Regions from separate parts of the Mus musculus genome. Here regions 2, 3 and 4 are each linked to region 1. Evidence: chromatin contacts called from public Hi-C and HiChIP or PLAC-seq data. All regions are on one chromosome and are shown on one strand. Each heading gives the region's core, a stretch centred on a gene start, on an enhancer-like site or on the middle of the called end of the contact. The rest is flanking DNA. Distances are from core to core; before and after follow the strand shown.

What was found. Hi-C and Micro-C count contacts between places; a contact is called where the count stands out from the background. HiChIP or PLAC-seq counts read pairs in DNA pulled down with a chosen protein or histone mark.
Region 2: an H3K4me3 HiChIP or PLAC-seq map of bone marrow-derived macrophages shows a contact between it and region 1, with 4 times the contacts expected there. The contact joins two enhancer-like sites. A contact is called at or near these places in 4 of 484 Hi-C or Micro-C datasets (the G1E-ER4 cell line, bone marrow-derived macrophages, cumulus cells and 1 more), 2 of 115 datasets of contacts at active chromatin or transcription factors (the HPC-7 cell line and bone marrow-derived macrophages) and 3 of 9 other capture datasets (adipose tissue, embryonic stem cells and liver).
Region 3: a Hi-C map of bone marrow-derived macrophages shows a contact between it and region 1, with 47 read pairs. The contact joins two enhancer-like sites. A contact is called at or near these places in 7 of 15 datasets of contacts at CTCF or cohesin (CD8 T cells, the G1E-ER4 cell line, the NIH/3T3 cell line and 3 more), 229 of 484 Hi-C or Micro-C datasets (the 4T1 cell line, the AML12 cell line, the AtT-20 cell line and 118 more), 33 of 115 datasets of contacts at active chromatin or transcription factors (the 230-238 cell line, CD4 single positive thymocytes, CD8 T cells and 22 more) and 5 of 9 other capture datasets (adipose tissue, bone marrow-derived macrophages, embryonic stem cells and 2 more).
Region 4: a contact with region 1 is called in an H3K4me3 HiChIP or PLAC-seq map of bone marrow-derived macrophages, with 4 times the contacts expected there. The contact joins two enhancer-like sites. A contact is called at or near these places in 8 of 484 Hi-C or Micro-C datasets (the AML12 cell line, CD4 T cells, bone marrow-derived macrophages and 4 more), 9 of 115 datasets of contacts at active chromatin or transcription factors (the HPC-7 cell line, bone marrow-derived macrophages, double positive thymocytes and 5 more) and 3 of 9 other capture datasets (adipose tissue, liver and pancreatic islet).

The regions. Positions count from the first base shown.
Region 1 is chr10:40,274,576-40,277,540 of GRCm38.p6, reverse strand. No RefSeq gene overlaps it. Among named protein-coding and RNA genes, the nearest start is that of Rnu3a, 18 kb to the right of the region's middle. Within about 2 kb of position 1,325, at least 93 of the 459 cell types and tissues checked have an H3K27ac peak or open chromatin away from gene starts, as enhancers often do. A contact at or near this core is called in the BV-2 cell line, the C2C12 cell line, the HPC-7 cell line and 3 more, where this site is marked.
Region 2 is chr10:40,460,961-40,463,788 of GRCm38.p6, reverse strand. The region is part of intron 5 of Cdk19 (cyclin-dependent kinase 19); the gene reads right to left. It overlaps Gm32234, which reads right to left. Exons shown (of 2, transcript XM_011243251.2): 1 at 1-2,828. Among named protein-coding and RNA genes, the nearest start is that of Gm32234, 8.3 kb to the right of the region's middle. Within about 2 kb of position 1,453, at least 85 of the 459 cell types and tissues checked have an H3K27ac peak or open chromatin away from gene starts, as enhancers often do. A contact at or near this core is called in bone marrow-derived macrophages, where this site is marked.
Region 3 is chr10:40,520,196-40,522,973 of GRCm38.p6, reverse strand. No RefSeq gene overlaps it. Among named protein-coding and RNA genes, the nearest start is that of Slc22a16, 49 kb to the left of the region's middle. Within about 2 kb of position 1,258, at least 106 of the 459 cell types and tissues checked have an H3K27ac peak or open chromatin away from gene starts, as enhancers often do. A contact at or near this core is called in the BV-2 cell line, the C2C12 cell line, bone marrow-derived macrophages and 2 more, where this site is marked.
Region 4 is chr10:40,498,004-40,500,775 of GRCm38.p6, reverse strand. No RefSeq gene overlaps it. Among named protein-coding and RNA genes, the nearest start is that of Gm32234, 45 kb to the right of the region's middle. Within about 2 kb of position 1,290, at least 162 of the 459 cell types and tissues checked have an H3K27ac peak or open chromatin away from gene starts, as enhancers often do. A contact at or near this core is called in the HPC-7 cell line, bone marrow-derived macrophages and microglia, where this site is marked.

The sequences.
Region 1 (2,965 bases), core at 76-2,575:
TTCTAGCTGTGGCGTGGCTCATCCTTGAACACACAGCTTTAATCCTCTAGCTGGAATGCAGACATACCTTTAATCTCAAACAAAAAAAGGTAAAATGAGTTCATAGAAGCATCCATGTTTGAAAATGATGTCCAATTGAGTGACAAAGTGACGATGAATCAGAACTCTGTGAGTTCAAGACCAGTCTGGTCTACAGAGCAAGTTCCAGGACAGACAAACCTGTCTTTAAAAACAACAAAACCAAAAAAAAATATTTTTTTATAGCCGGGTGTGGTGGCACACACCTTTAATCCCAGCACTCGGGAGGCAGAGGCAGGTGGATGTCTGAGTTCAAGGCCAGCCTGGTCTACAAAGTGAGTTCCAGTATAGCCAGGGCTATACAGAGAAACCCTGTCTTGAAAAAAACAACAACAAAACAAAACAATAAACAAACAAATCCCCACAACCCCAAAACAAAATAAATAAAAAACTTGTTTCTCTCTTTTGCTTTCTTCCTTCCCTTCATTTTTCCCCCAACACCCTCCATCCCTTACATTTTATTCTCTTCCAAATTCACTAGTTTTCAAGAACGCTAAAAAGATAAAGTACTCTACCAGAAGGCTTTCCTTGGAATGAGCTCAGAGAGGCTGCAGGCTCTCCTACCAAGATCAGAACCTGTTACCCCAAAGCAGTGTCCTTCTGGAAACAAACATTTGAATGAATGTAGTAATCAATGATCCGGAATCCTTACAAGCTAGTCCCTTTCCTGTTGATCGTGACCATCATCGACTATTAACTTAGTATCTTTGTTGTGAAGTACCAGGCTTACAAGGTGCAAGACACAGCAAGTGCATCTTCGCTGAGCTGAACTCAAAGATTAACAGGCAATATAGACCATTCCTCACTGTGCTGAGCCACCAGGGTGCTGCAGTTTAATAAAAGTCTATAAACAGCCCGCTAGTACTTCCTAGAGGGGGATGAACCTGTTACGTGGGTCATCTATTTAATTAGCATAAAGGAAACATGAATATTTTGTGTGGAATGTACTTGCTCCATATGTGATCATCTGATGATACTTATTATCTAGCTGCAAGACATTTTGTATAGTAAGATGGGATAGAGATTTGAACAAGGCTATATCCCTCCAGTAGTTTACACTCTCCAGAGTGGAGACTGGTCCTATCAGGACAAGTGCCTGAGGAAGGAGGGATGCTCAGAAGACCGGAACCCTGATAGGAACCGGGACTTCTTGACATCTGTACTGGGCTATCTTGAGAGCACAGTGAGCTCTTTTTACAGCAAGTGCTGGCAGACTGCTGTAATTGTGGGTGTCGCGGTGATGATGGAGTGCCTCATATTTCATTACCGAGTGAATGACACTGCAGTTCGGTCTCTGTCCTCTGCTCACTGTTGTTAGTTCTGTCTCAACCACAAGATCCTTTTGTTCCTAAAAAGGAACAGGGCTGCTGGCAATATGGGGCCTTGGTGTTACGCAGCCCAGTTCCCCTATTTTTTGAAGCAGGCAGAAGCAGCTGAAGAGCTTGCTTATAGTGTCAGGGTACAGCTCAGAGGTGGAGCTCTGGCCTAGCGCATATGGGGTGGGAAAAAGGTCCCAAGTATTTTTCTTTTTGCTTCTTTATTGAGAGCGATCCTTGTAGTCGTGCTTTATGCTCTGCTATATGTGTATAGACACATCTCTCACATCTCTAGTATTCTTCACAACCAATCCAGAATGTGACCTTGGGAGCAGAAAGTCAGCCCTGTTCTGTGGACTCTGCTGCCAATTCCAGCACTTCAAGGTTATGCTTACAGTGAACCTTTGTCATTTCTCAGGAGACTGTCAACCCTGTTAAATACAACAATCACAAGAACATTTAAATTACCTTTTCTTTTTCTTTTCTTTTCTCTCTCTTTCTTTCTTCTTTCTTTCTTCTTTCTTTCTTTCTTTCTTTCTTTCTTTCTTTCTTTCTTTCTTTCTTTCTTTCTCTCTTTCTTTCTTTTTTTTTTTTTTTGATTTTCATAACAGGCTTTCTCTGTATAGCCCTGGCTGTCCTGGAACTCACTCTGTAGTAAATTACTTTTTCTTAGTGTTTTACAGATGGATGGACACACACACACACACACACACACACACACACACACACACACACACACACTGACATAGGGTCTCACTTTTACTCAGAATAGCCTGAGACTCACTGTGTAGCCCAAATTGGTTTGTGATCTTCCTGCTTCAGCCTTACAGGGGCTACAGATAGATAAAGGATCTGTTAAAAGTTGTGTGTGTGTGTGTGTGTATGGTATATGTGCTGTGTGTGTTGTGTGTTTCTGTGTGTGTATGTGTTGTGTGTTTCTGTGTGTGTGTGGTATGTGTGCTTCTGTGTGTGTATGTGTTGTGTGTTTCTGTGTGTGTGTGGTATGTGTGCTGTGTGTGTGTTGTGTGTTTCTGTGTGTGTGTGGTATGTGTGCTGTGTGTGTGTTGTGTGTTTCTGTGTGTGTATGGTATATGTGCTGTGTGTGTGTTGGTGCTCATGCACCATAGAGTTCATGTGGTGGTCAGAAGTCAGCTGTCAGAAGTCATTTCTCTTCTACCTTGAAGGATTTGGGGATTGAACTTAGGCAGTTCTACTTACTGAGACAGCTTGCTGACCTTAAAATAACTCGTCTTTCTTCTCCTCTGCCTCCTTCTTCTTCCACTTCCCCCTCTTCCTCTTTTTCTTCACCCCCTCCCCAAGATTTATCTATTTTATGTATATGAATACACTGTCATTATCTTCAGATACACCAAAGGAGAGCATCCGATCCCATTACAGATGGTTGTGAGCCACCATGTGGTGGCTGGGAATTGAGCTCAGGATTTCTGGAAGAGCAGTCAGTTCTCTCTCTCTCTCTCTCTCTCTCTCTCTCTCTCTCTCTCTCTCTCTCTTATATGTAAGTACACTGTAGCTGTTTTCAGACTCACCAGAAGAGAGCATCGGATCTCATT
Region 2 (2,828 bases), core at 204-2,703, 190 kb before region 1:
TCCCCAGAAAGATTAGTCACACAACACTCCTCACCTTATTTTTTGAGACAGTGTCTCTCCCTGAACTCAATACTTCTACACTGGCTTGGCTGGCTGGCCAACAAGCTCTAGAATCCTCATGTTTCCAACCCCTGCACTCCTAGCTCTAGGGTAAAAGACTAACTTTCAATGTGGGTGCTGGGGGTCTGAACTCAGGTCTTTCATGCTTGTGTGTTAGGCGCTTCAACTAAGACATCAGCCAGCCTTCTAGTAGCTAGATTCTTAACATTGATTGACATCCAGTAAGTTATATACATGGTAATCACAAACCACAAAGGCAGAGTCACAAGAATGACAAATCTCTATAATTTAAAATACACAATATACACAGTACATTTTGAATGTGTAATGGACCCAAATGCACTATAAAAAGTACAAATGCAGGTAACTATAATGGATCATTTAATCTAAGTATGCTGTAATATGCATTAAATTATAATTGACTATATTGTTTCTTTAGAGTTTGAATAATTTATAATGCTTCATGAAGCTGCTTTGGAGTATTGAGCTCTTAAAAAGAGAAAAGCTAACCAAGGAAATCTGTGCTAATGTTTACCCCTTAAAAACTAAATTTCTCTAGTGATAACAAAAAGTCAATATTTTCACCAATATTACATCTATTTTTATTATTATACAATGTTGACAGCACTATTTTATATAAGGTAGAAGCTAACTGTGGCTGTTGGTAAAGTATGACGATGGAAATGTACAGTAGGATGCTGTTCTGCCCACTGAAAAGCGTGTTATAGTAAAGGCAAAAGCTAATGTTTCTCTTCTTTTTCTTTGCCTCCTAACTAAATTTTTAAATTTTAATTAATTAATTAGTTAGTTAGTTAGCTTTGGAGACAGGGCCTCTCCATGTTAACTCTGGCTGGCCTTTGCCTCCCAAGTGCTGGGACTAATGTGTGTGCTGCCATACCTGACACCATCTCTTAATTTTGTTTAATTCACTGTCAAATGGAGCTAAGGCGAGAAGAAAATAAGCACAGTTCCATTCTACTGAACGAACTTTACAGGTGCCTTTCCAAATAATTACTGACCTAACCATAGTTTTGGCTGTTTTCTAAAACACAATGCATGTGAAAGTGTCTAATGAAATGGATGTTTGTGGTGCTAACTAGGCAACATCAGACATCAGATGAGGGGCAGCACCAAAGCCTAGCACCCAGCAGTCTGCATTTCACAGGAGCCAGTTCTGCTGGTTCCCCCTAAGGAGCACTAAGAGCCAGGGCAGGGGGTCCACATCTCCTTTAAAGTCCCTGGTAGAAGGATGCTTTAACCACAGCGGAAGCAGACAAAGGAAAGTGAAAGTGGAGCTGGACTTTGAAGTTGAAATCTTTTGAGTTAGGGAGGGAGCAGGGATGTTAGGTAAGAACAGCTAAACAGTATCGCCCCAGACAATCCTCTCTTCTCCACCTCTGAGTACTAGGACTGTGGGCATAAGCCAGACTGCAGGGTGCTTGAGGATGCTGGGCAGGAGCGGATACAATGCACCTCCTCTTCCACTCAACTGTAGTGTTCTGAGCCCAATGAGAACTACACTAAAACCTTCAACAAGTATCTGCTCTTTTTTTTTAAACCCTGGAAATTGAGCCCAGGGTCTCATGCATGCTATGCAAGCACCCTGCCACAAACTGTGCCTTTAGTCCCCACTTTCCTGTCTTTAAAGGGTAATTCTGGGGCTGGGGAAATAGCATGGTGGGGGAAGTACACATCTGGTGTGCACGAGGCTCCAGTACCATAGACACAGGAACGTGGCATTAAGACAAAGTTTATAAGCCACTGAACCAATTATAGTTACTCTTACTGTTATTGCTCCATTTTATTGTTTATATCAAAGCTATCATCTTAAAATTCTTTAAAATTCCCTGAGTAGAGAACTGAATTTTATGTTGGCCACACTTGGGTGATTAAGAGGAACATAGTGATTGACAAAAGTCAGAGTCTAAGATGAAGATGATGAGTCAGCTGGAGGACAATGGCGTTTGGGTTGCGAGGAAAAATAAAGAGAGAGAACAGACATCGAATTGTAGACTCACTTTTATTACAGCTAACATTTGAGGTCATACACTGTCACACCCTTGAAGAAACAATTATAGAGGGAAGCTGTGTCCCAAACAGGTGCTAAAGGTGTCCTCAAGCAGCACACCGAGGAGCGCAAGAACAGCAGCAGCCCAGGGCAGAGGAACACGCAGACCAAGACAGAGCAAGCCTCAGGGCCAGACCACGCAGGGATCAACAACAGTGACTGACACACAAGCCACTGGATCTGCCAGGGCAAAGGTCAGATTATAACAAGTTATGGTGAGTGAGACCAAAGGGTGAACAGTAAGGATATCCTAGAAGTAAAGAAGCAATGGGGGGTAGGGGCAGCAACATGAGGTACAAGGATACAAATGCTAAAGAAAACAAGATGAGGTATGAACTGAAGTGGTGCAGAAAAAGTCACAACAAGACTAACCCACCAATGTAAACCTTGTGATTGCAGAGTTGGAATGCTGCAGACCCAGAGCCAAACTATCTCAGCTCTCTAGTTCCCTGAACAGCCATCTGTTGTCTGCACCTCTGTCTGACTTACCATTCTTTCAAACATCAGGTAAAACCTTTGGAATCATGCACAGGCACAAGCTAGATCTGAAGAATGTTATTAAGTGACATCTGAAACCCATAGCACAATTTATCTATGTTGATATGACCCCGTCCACATATTTGGGAGATACCTTGATTTATGATTTGCTCTGGGAGAATAAAAGTCCATGCAACCACATCCACTTTGGAGTGGAGACTTG
Region 3 (2,778 bases), core at 9-2,508, 250 kb before region 1:
TTATGCCAGAGTCAAGTCCCTGAAGGCTGTCCTGCCACCATGCAAGATGCCCTGACACACAAGGTAGTTTTAGTGCACAGCTGGGCTCCCAGAGAGCAGAAAAACTTTCTGAAGTCCAAGAAACGTACAGTGAGAAGAAATCTGGGAGGGAGTCAGTGAGGTGGAAGGCGGTCTGCACAGAGACCTGGGCCTCCGGAAAGGCGGGAGAGCTTGCATTTCCCCCTTAAACCTTTAAGGAGGAACAAACTAGCCTTCTGCATTCTGAAGAAATATAGAAAGTAGAAGAAACTTGTAGAATTTTCTGGATTCTCAGCCTCCAGTCTTCCATGGACCATGCAAAATCTTTTGAATCAAAGAACACTAAATAGCAGAGAGAGAAAAAGAGAGTTGAAAAATAATTAGCTGTATCTGAAAATTACCCACGATATGACATAAAGAGATGAAAAGATAGAAAATATGAAAAAAGGGTTAAGACCTGGACCATGATGGGAAGCGAGGCTCCTGGAGCATGATGGGAGGCTCGGACCCAGGAGCGTGATGGGAGGCTCTTCTTAATACCAACCTAGTCTCCAGGGAAGGGGAGTGATATCAGAGAAAAGGAGAGATTTGGACGAATAAAACATTAAATGAGTTTCCAGAGCTGATGTAGGCCGCAGCTCCACGCACACCAGAAACTCGGCCGACCGACATTGCACCATGAACCTGTACAACAGCCAGACTCATCATTTAAAATGCAAAGTTGCCAAACTCAAAGGGAAGATTTTAAAGGAGATAAGAAAAACAAGATAGATCTCCTACAAAGAAAACAATTGGACTGCCACCAGGCACTGCTTCAGAGCCCAGCATCCTGTGTAAGGAGAGCGACAGCGTGAGAAGAGAGAAACGGGCCTTGCACCGCTTCCAACCCCTTTTAAGAAAGAGTGGGAGACAATGAAAATTTTGAAATAAACATTATGTATGGACAAGAAAATGAGCGCTCTAAGGTAGTGCGAAGCTTAAGCTTCCTTTGGCGTTTACTCCAGGGATCCTTCTCTGTGAAAAACAGATTTAATAGGAGGTTAGCATTTCCCGAGTTGACTGACAAAGACGGGCTTCCGTGCTCCCGACGCTGGGAATTCAGGAAGCAGCTGAGTGATTGGTGGTTTACAATGTCAGAGAGCAGTAATCACAATGCGCGCCTCACTCTCAATTACTTCCAGCATTGTCTGGCTCGGAGGCTATTCTTGAGAACTGAGATGTTTTTCTAAGCCATATTGTGTAGTTTCCACGTGCTCGGCCTGACTAATGCATTAGTCACAGGTTACAACATGAGAGACTCAAGCAAATAGTCTCCATCTTTAACAACCTTGCTTCCCCAGTCCCACGGTCTCCATTCAATGTTCCCCCTGCCTATGTCTCCCAGACTCCCCTTGGCAGGAGCTATTTATTAAGCTGAACTGCCTGCCTCTGGAAACCTTTAGCTCCATGTTGTTGTTGTTTGTTGTTGTTGTTGTTTTCTTTTTAATCTCCACATTCTATCATATGTAAACCTTCACTGAACATCACTCATTCTTTGCTGGACTCTGTTGTCTCCGGTCGGATAGTGCGTGCCCCCAGCTGCCAAGAGAGCTAAGAGCAGGAGACCCAGAGCAAGCATGGCATGGAGCTGAGGCCACAGGAGAAAAGAGATCTTAAGCTATGCTTTCCGTAAGGTGGGAGAGTGTGGGATAACCCAAGAATCCGGCAAACAAATGGAGCCGTGTGTGGCTATGACTGAGATAAACGCAAAGGCTGAGGGATCGTAGCTGCCTGTGGCTTCAGGAGCCAGAGAACTGTTCTCATAAAGTAGTGACAGGACATAAGCACAAGGGACAGACTACCCACAGAACCCGACTGTACTCAGGGCCCCCAAGCGGCAATCATCAAGCCAATAAGAGAGCTAAAGGCTGGAAGAGAAGGTGGACTCTTCTAGCTCTCTGTATACTTGTATCGTCTGTCCCTTCTGTTGCGTCTGGTTCTTGTGTGTTTATCCACACAAAGGGGCCTGTACTTCTTTTAATTGGTGGCCTGAAAACACGATGACTGGAATCAGGAGAACCATGTACAATACTAACTTAGCTGTCATAGACGACCGAACTTTGAAAACTTCCCTTTTGGATTCCTGACTATTTTACGGATATAGAGGATTGGGAAAGGTCTTGAAAAGGAGTTTCAAGATCAGACTCAACCACTGGAGTCACAATTCTGTAGACTGATCACTGAGACAGGAACCACATTGACAGGGTGTGCTATGCACAGTGCCCAAGTCCTGAGGCTTTGAGGACCCCAGCCATGTTAAGTTTGATGTGGGAAAGGCACATGATCCATTTATTTATTTATTTATTTATTTATTTATTTATTTATTTATTTATATTGGAGACAGAGTTTTACTGCGTCTCTCTATATGGCTTGGAGCTCACTATGTAGACTAGGCTGGCCTTGAACTCACAGAGATCTGCCTGTTTCTGCCTTCTGACTGCTGGGTTTAAAGGTGTGCACCACCACACCTGGCTTATCTTGTTTTAGTTTGTCTCAAGTCAGGGTCTTCCTACATTGTTGAGGCTCAAATGTCTGGTCTTCTGTCTCAGTCACCCAAGTAGCTGGGACAGCAGGCATTCATCATGGTTGCCAGCTCATGTTTAAGTATGTTTTAGATATTTTTTTTTGCAACCATGTTCTATGTTGGACTTCCTGCTATAAACAAAGACATGGTGAAATTATATGTAATTATTGTATCCAAGTTATGATGGATAGATAGAT
Region 4 (2,772 bases), core at 41-2,540, 220 kb before region 1:
CTGGCTGTCCTGGAACTCACTTTGTAGACCAGGCTGGCCTCGAACTCAGAAATCCGCCTGCCTCTGCCTCCCCAGTGCTGGGATTAAAGGCGTGCGCCACCACGCCCAGCTTCTTTTTTATTTTTTGAGACAGGATCTCACCCTGCATTCCCCGATGCTCCTGCCTCAGTTTCCCTCCCGAGATTTCACATTATAAGCATACACCACCACACTCAACAATAACTCATATTTTCGATGAACACTCTGCCTACTACACAGCATTTGTCTATAACAACTGTTCCAAACCAGTTGAAGCTCTGTATTAAAAGCTCTTCCATGTCTCTGTGCATGTGAACAGAATATTTATTGAATATATCTACATATTTTTTAACAGTCTGCCATCTCTTGATGAGTGAGAATTCCCGACAGGAGCTCAGGGCTAGCGTGAGAGGAAGTTCGTGAAAAGGACAATGTCAGCAGTAACAGAAAGATGCGGGATACGAGGAATAGGCAATGGGAACAGTAAGCCCACTGCTTGAGTTATTTAAAACCACTGGGGCAGGAGCCGATGACCAGATAAGTATCTCTCTCCTCGGTCTGGCTTTTGTTCTGTTTTTTTGTTTTTCTAAAGGAACTGCCCCCACCCCCATCTACACAATACGAAACACACTCTTCTCAGCACGTAAAAGTGGGGAGGTTCCTGGTTTTGCTGCAAGGGCAGACTTTGCCCTGCCTTGTTGACCAGTGGTCACAATAGGGCCTTTCATTGCAAGACCACATGGTCCCCTGCAACGTGACCTGGGAGCTGGCAAACACTCCAGGGCAGCACAAAGGAGCGGAACTTGTGTTTGTGCAGAGTGTTCAGGCAGTCGGCAGGGTCTGGGGTTCCTTCTCCCTCCCGTGTGCTCAGCAGCTCAGTGCCTCTCTTACCCTGCCCTGCCCTGCCCTGTCCCTCTGCAGCTGACAGTGGCTGGCCAGTGCTAGGCCCACTCCTTGGGCAGAAGGAGCCCCTGTAAGGTCCACCTGGGGTAACCTGCACCATGTATATGTAAAATAGAGCTGACCCCACCATGCACACGGTGGTTTTTTAACTTCTTTTTTAACTTGTATATTTGTTGAAAGAATTCACTTAGGCAAAGTCTGAAAGAGGAAGGTTGTGAAACTGGGTCAGGAGGAGGCGTCTGATGATAAAACACACTTTCTGTTCAGCGATGAGGGACGGATTCCAAACATATATAGCAGACCGTACACTGACCCTGTGGCAGGTGAAGGAGCCTTCAGACTCTGTGAGCTTTTTGACCCTGGGAAAAAAGCTTCACTGGGGTGAGACATGCGGGAGCAGGCACAGCTGGCTGACAGGTCTTCTGCCCGTTGATAGGTCCCTGCCTCGTCACGTGGACAGGAAAATGATAGCGACTTCTTTAGGCTGGAGAGATGGCTTGAAAGGGTGGAGCATATTCCATTCTAGCAGAAGACTTAAGTTCAGTTCCCAGGGCCCACTTCAGGCTGCTCACGCCCCTGTTAACCCAGCCCCAGGAGGCCTGATGCCCTCTTCTGGTCCTTGCAGGCACTTGTGCCTGCATACACACACACACACACACACACACACACACAACTTAATTTATTTATTTATTTATTTATTTATTTATTTATTTATTTATTTTAGTACATATAAAAGAAAGAGCCCACCGGTGGCTATGGAGATGCTCAGCAGTGAAGTCCACTGACTGCTCTTTCAGACAGCCTAGGTTCAGTTCCCAGCGCCCACATGGTACCCCACAACCATCTGTAATTCCAGTTCCATGGAATCTGATAGCCTCTTCTGACCTCTGCAGGTACCAAGCACACACATGGTGCACACACATACATGGGGCAAAACATCCGTATGCAACAATTTTTTAGAAAGAAAGCTCAAAACTAATGTTCTTCGAAGCCATGACTAATTCCTGTGTTCAAATGAGTTGGGGGAGGGGGCAACTGAAATGGTGTCTTTGTTTAAAAAGGGGTTCTACTGTATAGCTCAGGCTAGCCTCAGACTAATAGTGTTTCTCACTCAACAGCTTCCTGTGTGCCACCACAACGAGAGGAAAATTAAAATTTCAGGAGTTTATTGAGCATCTAATTGTGGAGACTGGTATGCTCTGTTATCATGTTATTACAGACTAGTCACCAAGGAGATATAAAAAACTATAACAAATTTTGATAACAGAAAGAAGTTGACATTGTTTTTTAACTCATGAGTGTCTACCAGACCTTCTGCACACAGTAATGTTCAGTGTTGGTAACAGTGAAGGGGGGACACATGCATCCATCTCCCAGAACACGGGATAAGGACCCATGACAACGAGAGCCAGCGTTCAAACCTGAGATATGCATAGCACATCATCTGCAGCACAGAGGGCAGCAAGGAGCGATGATGTATGTGGGCGGTGGGGTGTAACTAAGGGTAGGTAGGACTGCATGGACATTCTGTCTCCAGGATGAAGATAGATGGGGGGGGGGAGGAGAGAGAGAGGGGGAGAAGGGAAGAAGAGGGGAGAGAGAGGAGAGAAGGAGAGAAGGAGAGAGGAGGGAGAGGAGGGAGAGGAGAGAGAGAGAGAGAGAGAGAGAGAGAGAGAGAGAGAGAGAGAGAGAGAGGGAGAGGGAGAGGGAGAGGGAGAGGGAGAAGGAGAGAGAGAGAGAATAATTCCTGTTCCAGGTGAACAGAGTAAAGAGATGGGGTTGATACCAAGCATCCGTGTGGCACCGTGGTGTGTGTGCCGCGAGGGATGCCTTCCTTTCTCTCTGACTCTC